2 separate regions of the Mus musculus genome follow, and region 1 is linked to region 2. The links are chromatin contacts, called in public Hi-C maps. All regions are on one chromosome and are shown on one strand. Each heading gives the region's core, a stretch centred on a gene start, on an enhancer-like site or on the middle of the called end of the contact. The rest is flanking DNA. Distances are from core to core; before and after follow the strand shown. Region 1 has its middle 10 kb from the start of Vnn1. Region 2 overlaps Slc18b1 (solute carrier family 18, subfamily B, member 1).

Region 1 (4,472 bases), core at 455-2,954, 73 kb before region 2:
TCCCTCCATGGCCTCTGCATTGGCTCCTGCTTTCTGACCTGCTTGAGTTCCAGTCCTGACTTCCTTGGTGATGAACAGCAGTATGGAAGTGTAAGCTGAATAAACCCTTTCCTCCCTAACTTGCTTCTTGGTCATGATGTTTGTGCAGGAATAGAAACCCTGACTAAGACACCTGACAATTTTCTTTTTATTTGTTTTGCTGGACTCAGGGGGGTAGGTATAGGGGGTGAAACTGGTCATCATTATGTACTTCTGGCTTCCCTGGAACTCACTGATAGACCAGGCTGATTTGAACTCACAGAAATCCAACCACCACTGTCTTTCTAGTGCTGAAATTAAAAACATGAACCATCACTTCTGGTAAAACTCTTCATTTGTAAGTCATGATAAATAAAGTGAAAAGTCTAACTGTGTTGCATGTGTTGGTGTTGGCAGGGGGGTGGGGTGGGGTTGCAGAGGTAAACATAACTGTGGTGTATGTTGGCAGTGGGGTAGGGTGTGGTGCAAGATAAACCTCACTGTGGTATATGTGTCTGTGTTGGTCGTGGGGGCAAGGTAGTTTCAAGATTTCAGTTGCTTTGTCATGATGAGCAAGAGCTGAGAAATGAGGCGAGGCATGGTGGTGAACACTTTTAATCCCAGTGTTTGGGAGACAGAGGTAAGCTGGCTTCTATGAGTCCAAGGCCGGGATGGTCTCCATGGTGAGTTCTAAGCTATCTAGGCCTATGTAGTGAGACTATTTCTAAAATAATCAACTGTCTTAGGGTTTCTATTGCTGTGAAGAGACAAAGTGACCATGCAACTCATACAAAAGAAAACATTTAGTTGAGGCCAACTTGCAGCTCAGAGATTTACTTAGCCCATTACCATCAAGGCAGAAAGCATGGTGTCATGCAGGTAGACATGGTGCTGGAGAAGTAGCTGAGAGTTGGACATCTGGTTCCACAGGCAGAAAGAAGAGAGTGATACTGGGTCTGGCTTGGGCTTTTGAAACCTCAAAGCCCACAGCCAGGGAGTTACTTCCACCATCAAGGCCACACCTCCTCCATCAAGGCCACACCTCCTCCATCAAGGCCACAACTCCTCCAATAAGGCTATACCTGCTCTGTGCCCATATGGAGGTCATTTTTATTCAAACTTCCATACGAAAACAAAACAAAACAAAACAAAACAGCTGAGAAATGATTCTAAGGTCTGAGTTTAACGTAGTCTTCAATTTTTGTGTATGTAACAAGCTGCTCAATATTGAGGAAGTTGAGATCACTGTGATGCACTCACTCCAGATAATTGTCTAGGACCCAAAGGAGTCTAGACGAAACTCACATGCATCCACAAGAAAGGAATTTGAAAAGGAATCAAAGCCTTAGTTTCCTGCTATGCTTAGAGCTGAGGACCATATAGCTCCTGCAGAAAGAACTGAAGAATAATGGGACTTGACATACCAAAAAGCATTTTCTATTTCCCAAATGGTTGCTGACTTCTAGGTACTGAAGTAAGTGATAGTGAATGAAAAGAAAAAAAAAACACTTAAGAAAGTCTAAAAGTTCTCTGTCATTTTCTGTAGGGATCAGAGGTGTCTCTGAATTCAGTGAACCTCAACTGTCATCTGTTTTTAGTTGAACAAAAAAACCAATAACTCTTTCCTAAGTTAATCAATGATCAACCTGGAAATAGACTCTCAGGACCAAGCGAAAGGTAACTAGAGGAAAGGTGAGGTATCTGCCAGGAAGCTCTGAACAACCACAAGCCACAGTAAATCCCTGAGTGCTGTGATTCAGTGGAGTCAGGAAATTTGGACTACAGTAGCTTCAGAAAAAAAAAGAGAGAGAGAGGGTTCTGAAAGGGACAATTTGTTTCTTTATTACTAACTTATAGGCTATGAACAACTTGCTTAACCATAAAGTATTCATAGTTACCTGATACCCTTGTTCTTTAAGGTCAATGCCTCTTTGTGTATACAAAACTCACCTTGTATATTTATAAATTATGTATATTAGGATTCATGAGAGGAGGAAGGGAGGGAGGGAGGGAAGGAAGGAAGAGTAATTGTGGTGGTTTAAATGAAAATGGCCCCCACAGACTCACAGAGAGTGGCATTATTATTGTGGCCTTGTTGGAGGAAGTGTATCTCAGGGGGTAGATGTTGAGGTTTCAGAAGCTTAAGCCAGGCCCAGTGGTTCACTCTCTCTTCCTGCTGCCTGTGGATCAAGATGTAGAACTCTCAGCTCCTTGCTTCCCACCATGGTGATAATGGACTGAACCTCTGAACTGTAAGCAGCCTCAATTAATTGTCCTTTGTAAGAGTTGCCTTGGTCACAGTGTCTCTTTACCACAATAGAAACCCTAATTAAGGCAGTAATAAGTCAAAAGGATGGAAGAAAGAGAGAAAGAGAGAGAGAGAGAGAGAGAGAGAGAGAGAGAGAGAGAGAGAGAGAGAGAGAGAGAGAGAAGGGGAGTTATTTATAAAATAGTAGCCCACACAATTGTGGCTACTGTGAAGGATCATGATCTACTATCTAACAGCTAGAGACTATGAAGGACAAAGACATAGTCTGAAGGCCTAACAACTTGAATGTTCATGGTGTCGACTTCAATCTAGACATAAAGGCCTGAGCACCAGCTCACACAGGCAGAAAAACCTGTTTTCGGCTCCTCTGCCTTCCAAAGACTGGGTGCCAGCTACTGATACGTGATTTACTGTTTCTTTAGCCACTTTTCCTTGTGCTCCCTGTTTAGAGGCTATCATAGCTGGGAAGATAAGGTTTTCTGTCAGGAGGCAGGCCCATGAGGCCACTTGCTCACATGTCATCTGACTAAAAAGCATAGATTGCTCAGGCTAGAAATGTACCCCAAGGCTGTAACCCTCAAGGCTCACCCATTTCCAATGTCCTATTATGGAACCCAGTTATCCATGTCCTGTCTCCTAATGGTGCCACAACCACCCAAAACATTGCTGCCTGCTGAGAACTGAGTTAAAGCACATAAGGTGGGGTGGGGTGCATTTTATACCCAAAACATAGCATCTACCGAAAGTAGACCCTTGCTTAACTCAGCCTATCAGTTCTTCTTTGTTATTGCGTTTGGAACAAAGTGTCATGTAGCCCAGGCCAGCCCCAAACCTGCCAGCTCTCCGCCGGGCCGGACCACGCTCCCACGCTCCTGCTGCCACCAGCAACTCTCGCCAGCTAGCACCTGCAGCATCTGGCTTGCTTGTCCCAGGAGCCACTAGTTCTTCCTCAGCCATAAACCCATGTCATCGATGATCCCACACCCCAGTAACTAAATGGAACCGCCAACCTCACGGTTACATATCACAATACCCAGTAACCAGGTAAAATCGGGACTCTTAAAGCTTAATTAACCAAACAGATTTATGTATCAATAATATCATAATTTATAAGATGTAAATACAATAATTTCAGAGTTAATTGATAATGATAAAGCTTTATCCCAATAAATCTAACCTTACGATACCACAACTGCATGTGGCTGGTAAACGCCATGCATGTTCCCGTCCGCAGCCATCTTCCTTCTCCTCCTACCCTGAAAGCTCCCTGTCTCTGCAACTCTTAGTGCTGTGTCCCTTTCCCTGTCCAATGACAGACCTCTTCTGCACTAATGTAATTGGACAGGGAAAATCCTGCGACAGGATGGTCATATGCATTCATATAACCCCATCCTTGTAAAAGAAGACAATGATCTCTGGAACTGACTGCCTCCAAGGAAATGATGTGAAAAGTGATAGAGCAGCACTGCCAGTGTTGTTCTCTGGCTTCTCCATATTTACACACACACACACACACTTACACTCACACACACACACACACCTCCATACACACACATGCACACACATGAACCATGCACATAACCCTATATACACACACACACTCACACACCTCCATACACACACACACACCTCCATACACACACATGCACACTCACACACACACACACACAAGAATGTGTGCACAAAGAGGGAAAACAAGGTTAAATAGATAAGAGGAGAAAGAGTTGCAGTGGAAAAGTGTGGTATGGGGTGGAGGTAAATGATTAGAAACAATAAAAAGAGGGGGAGTGGGTGGGCAGGGGAGTGGGGGTGGGTGGGTATGGGGGACTTTTGGTATAGCATTGGAAATGTAAATGAGCTAAATACCTAATAAAAAATGGAAAAAAAAAAGAAACAATAAAAAGGAAAATAGAATACTGTGGTGCTTTGAATGCTCAGCCCAGGGAGTGGCACTATTAGGATGCTTGGGCTTTCCGACCCTCCTCCTAGCTGCCTAGCTGCCTGGAGACAGTCTGCTCCTGGCTTCCTTTGGGTGAAGATGCAGGACTCTCAGCTCCTCCAGTGCCGTGCCGGCCTGGATGCTGCCATGCTTCCCACCTTGATGATAGTGGACTGAACCTCAGAACCAATAAGCCAGCCCCAAGTAAATGTTGTCCTTTGTAAGAGTTGCCTTGGCAATGGTGCC
Region 2 (4,857 bases), core at 1,327-3,826:
GCACATGCCTTTAATCCCAGCAATTGGGAGAGAGAGGTTGTTGGAGTCTAAGTTCAAGGCCATCCTGGTTTACAAGAGTGAGTTGCAGGACAGCCAGACAGGGCTACACACACACACACACACACACACACACACACAGAGAGAGAGAGAGAGAGAGAGAGAGAGAGACAGAGACAGAGACAGAGAGACAGAGACAGAGACAGAGAGAAAACAACAAATAATATAATATTAAAATAAAAATAATTTTAAGGGCTGGTGAGATGGCTAGTGGTTAAGAGTGCCGACTGCTCTTCCAAAGGTCCCGAGTTCAAATCCCAGCAACCACATGGTGGCTCACAACCATCTGTAATGAAATCTGATGCCTTCTTCTGGAGTATCTGAGGACAGCTACAGTGTACTTACATATAATAAATAAATAAATCAAAAAAATTTTTTTAATTATAAAAAAACCTTTTGTTTTAATCTGTTACATTTCTTGCGTATACAGAAAGCATTATCTGTTATAATATATAGCTCAGTAAAGAACACTAGCTGCTCCTACAAAAGACAGAGGTTTAGTTTCCAGTGCCCACATGCCTTCTTTCTGACCTCTGTGAGCACCAGACATGCACACAGTCAAAAACTCACACACAGAAAATGAAATAAGTAAAATGTACCGATTGTTTTAAGTTTTAAAATAAAAGGATGGCTGGGCGTGGTGGTGCAAGCCTTTAATCCCAGCACTCAAGAGGCAGAGGCAGGTGCATCACTGAACTCAAATCCAGCCTGGTCCAGGATGGCCAGGGCTGCACAGAAAAACCCTGTCTTTAAAAAAAAATTATATAATAATAACAATAATAACTGGAAAAATCCAGAAACAACGAGTTTCTAAATTTTAAACAACTTTAATTATAGTAATCGTACTTGTTTTATGCTTTCATTATTATTGCTAATCTCCTTTTACAATTATTTAATTATTTAATGTGTATGTGGTGTTTTGCCTGTATGTCCGTCTGTGCCAGGAACCTGCCATGTGTTCCTGGTGCTTCAGAGGCCGGAAGAGGATGCTCTGTCCTGAGAGCTGAGTTACAGATGGTTGTGAACCACCATGTGGATGCTGGGACTTGAACTCTGTTCCTCTGCAAGTGCAGCTAGTACTCTTAACCGCTGAGCCATCACACCAGCCCCATATTGTTAATCTCTTAACTGTGCCTAATTTTAAATTAAACTTTACCGTAAGTATGTGTGCACACATCAAAACTTAGTAGAAGTGGGCTTGATGTGTGCTCTGGTCTTGTAGTATGTGGCCCACAAAGGAGGTGGGACTATTGTGTAACTCCATAGATCCTCCTGTCACCATGGTGTAAAGCAGGCTCCTCAGATTCTCAGGTTGAGGGTTTTAATGAGAGGCGTGGCATGCCATGACTGTTAGAACAGGACATCAGGGAACAACTGGAGAGCAGATATGGAAATGGGTCAAGGACTCCTAACACACAATGCTAAGTAGCCTAAGTATGGCGGGCCATGGGGGTGGAAGGAATGAGCAGCAGGTATTGAACACAGGATTCTAACTGCTCACAAGTCAAAACAAAAGACAACTTCATTACAGTTGCTGATGGCCCAGGGACTGCTTGTATTTTGATGCTAATTCCACTCTCCAGGGAGGGGCTTAGGACACGAATGAGTCCTCCCCCCTACTTAATTTGTAAAACAAAGGCTAGAGCCTGTGATTGGGCAGGAGAAGAGAAGGTGGAGCTGAAAGTTTGGGCGAGATGGAGGAGAGGGAGAAGAGAGGACGACAGAGGGGGTGGAAGGAAAGTGGAGCAGAAGCCCGTGGCCTGGAGGAACCACAAGCAAATAAGGGGTCTCACAGATGAGGAAGATGGTAGTGTAGCGGCAGATCTGCCCAATCTAGGCATGCAGTTTTATTCATATTAACTGAGTCGTGTTTTCTTTGCGTGGGTTTATTTGGGTTGGAGATTTCCTGTAACATCTATCCTAAAACTTTCAATGGCATTAAAACTTTCAATAACTGTAAGAGTGCACTTATTTAGGAACACTCCAAACTTAATATTATCGACCTTAGGGATTTTTTTAAATTCCAGTTTTAATTAGCCTGTCTTAGCTATCTTTTCTCATTTCCTAATGTAATAAAGAGTTTTTTTTTTCCTTTTGCTACATGAGAATCTAACCCCTTTCTTTTCTTTTCTTTTTTTCTTTTTCTTTCTTTTTTTTTTTTTGAGATTTTTTTTTTTTTTATGTATATGAGGACACTGCAGCTGTCTTCAGACACACACTAGAAGGAGGGCATCAGATTCCATTACAGATGGCTGCTGTGAGCCACCATGTAGTTGCTGGGAATTGAGCCTAGGTCCTCTACAAGAGCATCCAATGCTCTTCACTGCTGACCCATCTCCCCAGGTCTGTTGCTGACTGTTTAGCCATCATACCTGGACATAGCCCAGGATGCTAAACGAAGGGAAAACAACATAAAACAAAACAAACAAACAAAAAACTGATTCCTTACACTTGCAAAGAGGATAAGCACCACCTTGTGGTTTACTGTGGTATTGCCTCGCTGGCTCTGTTCTCCCCAGTTCCCCATAGTAACCTAGCAAGAATACAAGTTGACTACCCTACTAAGAATCAATGCTTACAATGTACATAACCTGGCTAGTAAGTTTCATTTGGACCAAAGGGAACTACCAATGAGCCACAGCTAAGAACCTGATGGCCCAAAGTGTTCTGTGCTCCTTGCCCTGGTTAGCTCCTATCAGTTAACCATGACAGTATGCAGCTGCTTATCACTGTGATTAGTGATTTATGTGGGGATGGAAACTTTGACCCGGAATGATTCCTTTACTGTGCCAGGAACTATTATCTTACTGTGTCCTTGTAACTATTACTGCTCCAGACAAGCAGAAGGCCCACTGGGAAGGAATAATTGGCCTTGACCGGCTACACTGAATGTTTTAGTTTGTTTGAGATGTATCTCAAAGAAACTCACGGAGTGAAAAACAAACGTGTCACTTTGTGCCCAGGATGGCGTGGAACTCACTAAGTACACAAAGTTGACCTAGAACCTAGAGTTGGGAAAGGTAGAGGCAGGAAGATCTCTGGGCGTGTGAGTTCCAGGGTGGGCAGGGCTACATAGTGAGACCGTATTAAAAACAAACCAACAAGCCGAGCGGGGGGGGGGGGGGGGGGGGGGGGGGGGGGTGGTGACACACGCCTTTAATCCCAGCACTTGGGAGGCAGAGGCAGGCAGATTTATGAGTTCAAGGCCATCCTGGTCTACAAAGTGAGTTCCAGGACAGCCAGGGCTACACAGAGAAACCCTGTCTCAACCACCCCATCCCACCCCCACCCCACCCCCCCCCAAAAAAAAAACAACAAAAGAACCTAAAGCCACATTGGCCTAGAACTTATAGGGATCTCACCTTGCTTTTACTGCTTTGTAGACAAAATGTGTTGCCCACAGCAGTTTCTGGTGATTTAGTTCAGCCCAATGGCAATGGCTTGTGAGGAGAAATTAAGTATTTTGATCCTCCTAAAACCTAGAAATTTTTGTGATATGCTTTTATTTATTTATTTGTTTGTTTGTTTGTTTGTTTGAAGATAGGGCCTCATGCAACCTAGGCTGGCCGTAAACTCACCCTATAGCTGAGGTGCTTTAAAGATGAGCACCACCATCGTTCTCTTTGTGTGGAGCTAGAGAGCAAACCTAGGACTTGATGCAAGTAGTCTGCTAATTGAGCTTTATCCCTAGTCCTCTGTAAGCAAAAGTTCTCATGAATTAATTACCCATGTTTTAGGAAAGAGAGCCAGTTTTTGAGGGTGTGGCAAAAGAGGTATCATTGATTACATTAACTAAAAGCCAACATACCGTAATGTATCCTTTACAAAGACATACAAATAAAATAAAAGGTCTAAAGCGAGTATTAAGTTTGAACTTACCATAACTAGGCAAAATGTATAGGTTGAGTGGTATCATCAGCAGGACTATGCACCCCAGAAAAATAAAGGGTACCTCGTAGCCAAAGGATTGATACAAAAGGCCACCTAAAGGGGGGCCTGCTACCAGCCCCAGTCCAGAAAAAACCTCAAGACTTCCCTAAAAGTAAAAAAAAAACAAAAAACAAAAATGAAACGAGGATTTAGCTCATGTATTTTAGATGAAGAATTACTAGTGTCAGGCATGATGACACAGACCTTTAATGTCAGCACTTGGGAAGTAGAGGCAGGTAGATGTCTATGAGTCCCAGGCCAGAAAGGGTGGCATAGTAAGACCCCATCTCAAAATGCCTGGTCCTGTAAACCTAGCTAGCCTCCCTGTGGCTGGTAAGGCCATAGACATGGAAATAGACCCTGGTAACTGCCATTTTCCTAAAGCAGTATAGTTTGTAACCACATTTGAAATATTTGTCCGTACATCCACAGGGAAGTGCACCTCCCACCTTTCATCAAAGACGTTTCTTTTCTAAGCTGCTGGAGCCCATTACAGAAATCTACAACTGGTCAAAATGTAAAATACAACTGGTCACAGGGTGTTCAACACCAACTGATATACATGCACTACAACCCATATACCTACGTCTCAGGGAGCACCAAGGAATAGGGGCAGAAGATGGAAAGAGCCAGAGGCCCAGGACATCTGCGATGAGAGAGTGTCCTCTGCATGAGACAGGGAAGTTGCATCCATGACATCCCAACAATACAGTTACCTGAGGAAGACCAGCATAGTGACTACACTAACTGACTGACGTGCCCGTGGATGGGAGAAATCTCACAGAGCTTTATCCCCAGGTGAGCACTATAGGCAACCAATGGCTGCTAAGAAAGGGAATCAGTATCCTCCAGGGGGAGCCCCGGGTTGGT

Evidence for each region. A called contact is a pair of places that touch in the nucleus more often than the background predicts.
Region 1: a contact with region 2 is called in a Hi-C map of liver, with 4 times the contacts expected there. The contact joins two enhancer-like sites. A contact is called at or near these places in 2 of 39 promoter capture datasets (embryonic stem cells and liver), 12 of 484 Hi-C or Micro-C datasets (8-cell embryo, the AML12 cell line, Sertoli cells and 6 more), 2 of 115 datasets of contacts at active chromatin or transcription factors (bone marrow-derived dendritic cells and trophoblast stem cells) and 2 of 9 other capture datasets (adipose tissue and liver).

What each region holds. Positions count from the first base shown.
Region 1 is chr10:23,882,328-23,886,799 of GRCm38.p6, reverse strand. No RefSeq gene overlaps it. Among named protein-coding and RNA genes, the nearest start is that of Vnn1, 10 kb to the left of the region's middle. Within about 2 kb of position 1,704, at least 9 of the 459 cell types and tissues checked have an H3K27ac peak or open chromatin away from gene starts, as enhancers often do. A contact at or near this core is called in liver, where this site is marked.
Region 2 is chr10:23,810,025-23,814,881 of GRCm38.p6, reverse strand. It overlaps Slc18b1 (solute carrier family 18, subfamily B, member 1), which reads right to left. Exons shown (of 14, transcript NM_183116.2): 6 at 3,937-4,093. Among named protein-coding and RNA genes, the nearest start is that of Slc18b1, 15 kb to the right of the region's middle. Within about 2 kb of position 2,576, at least 42 of the 459 cell types and tissues checked have an H3K27ac peak or open chromatin away from gene starts, as enhancers often do. A contact at or near this core is called in liver, where this site is marked.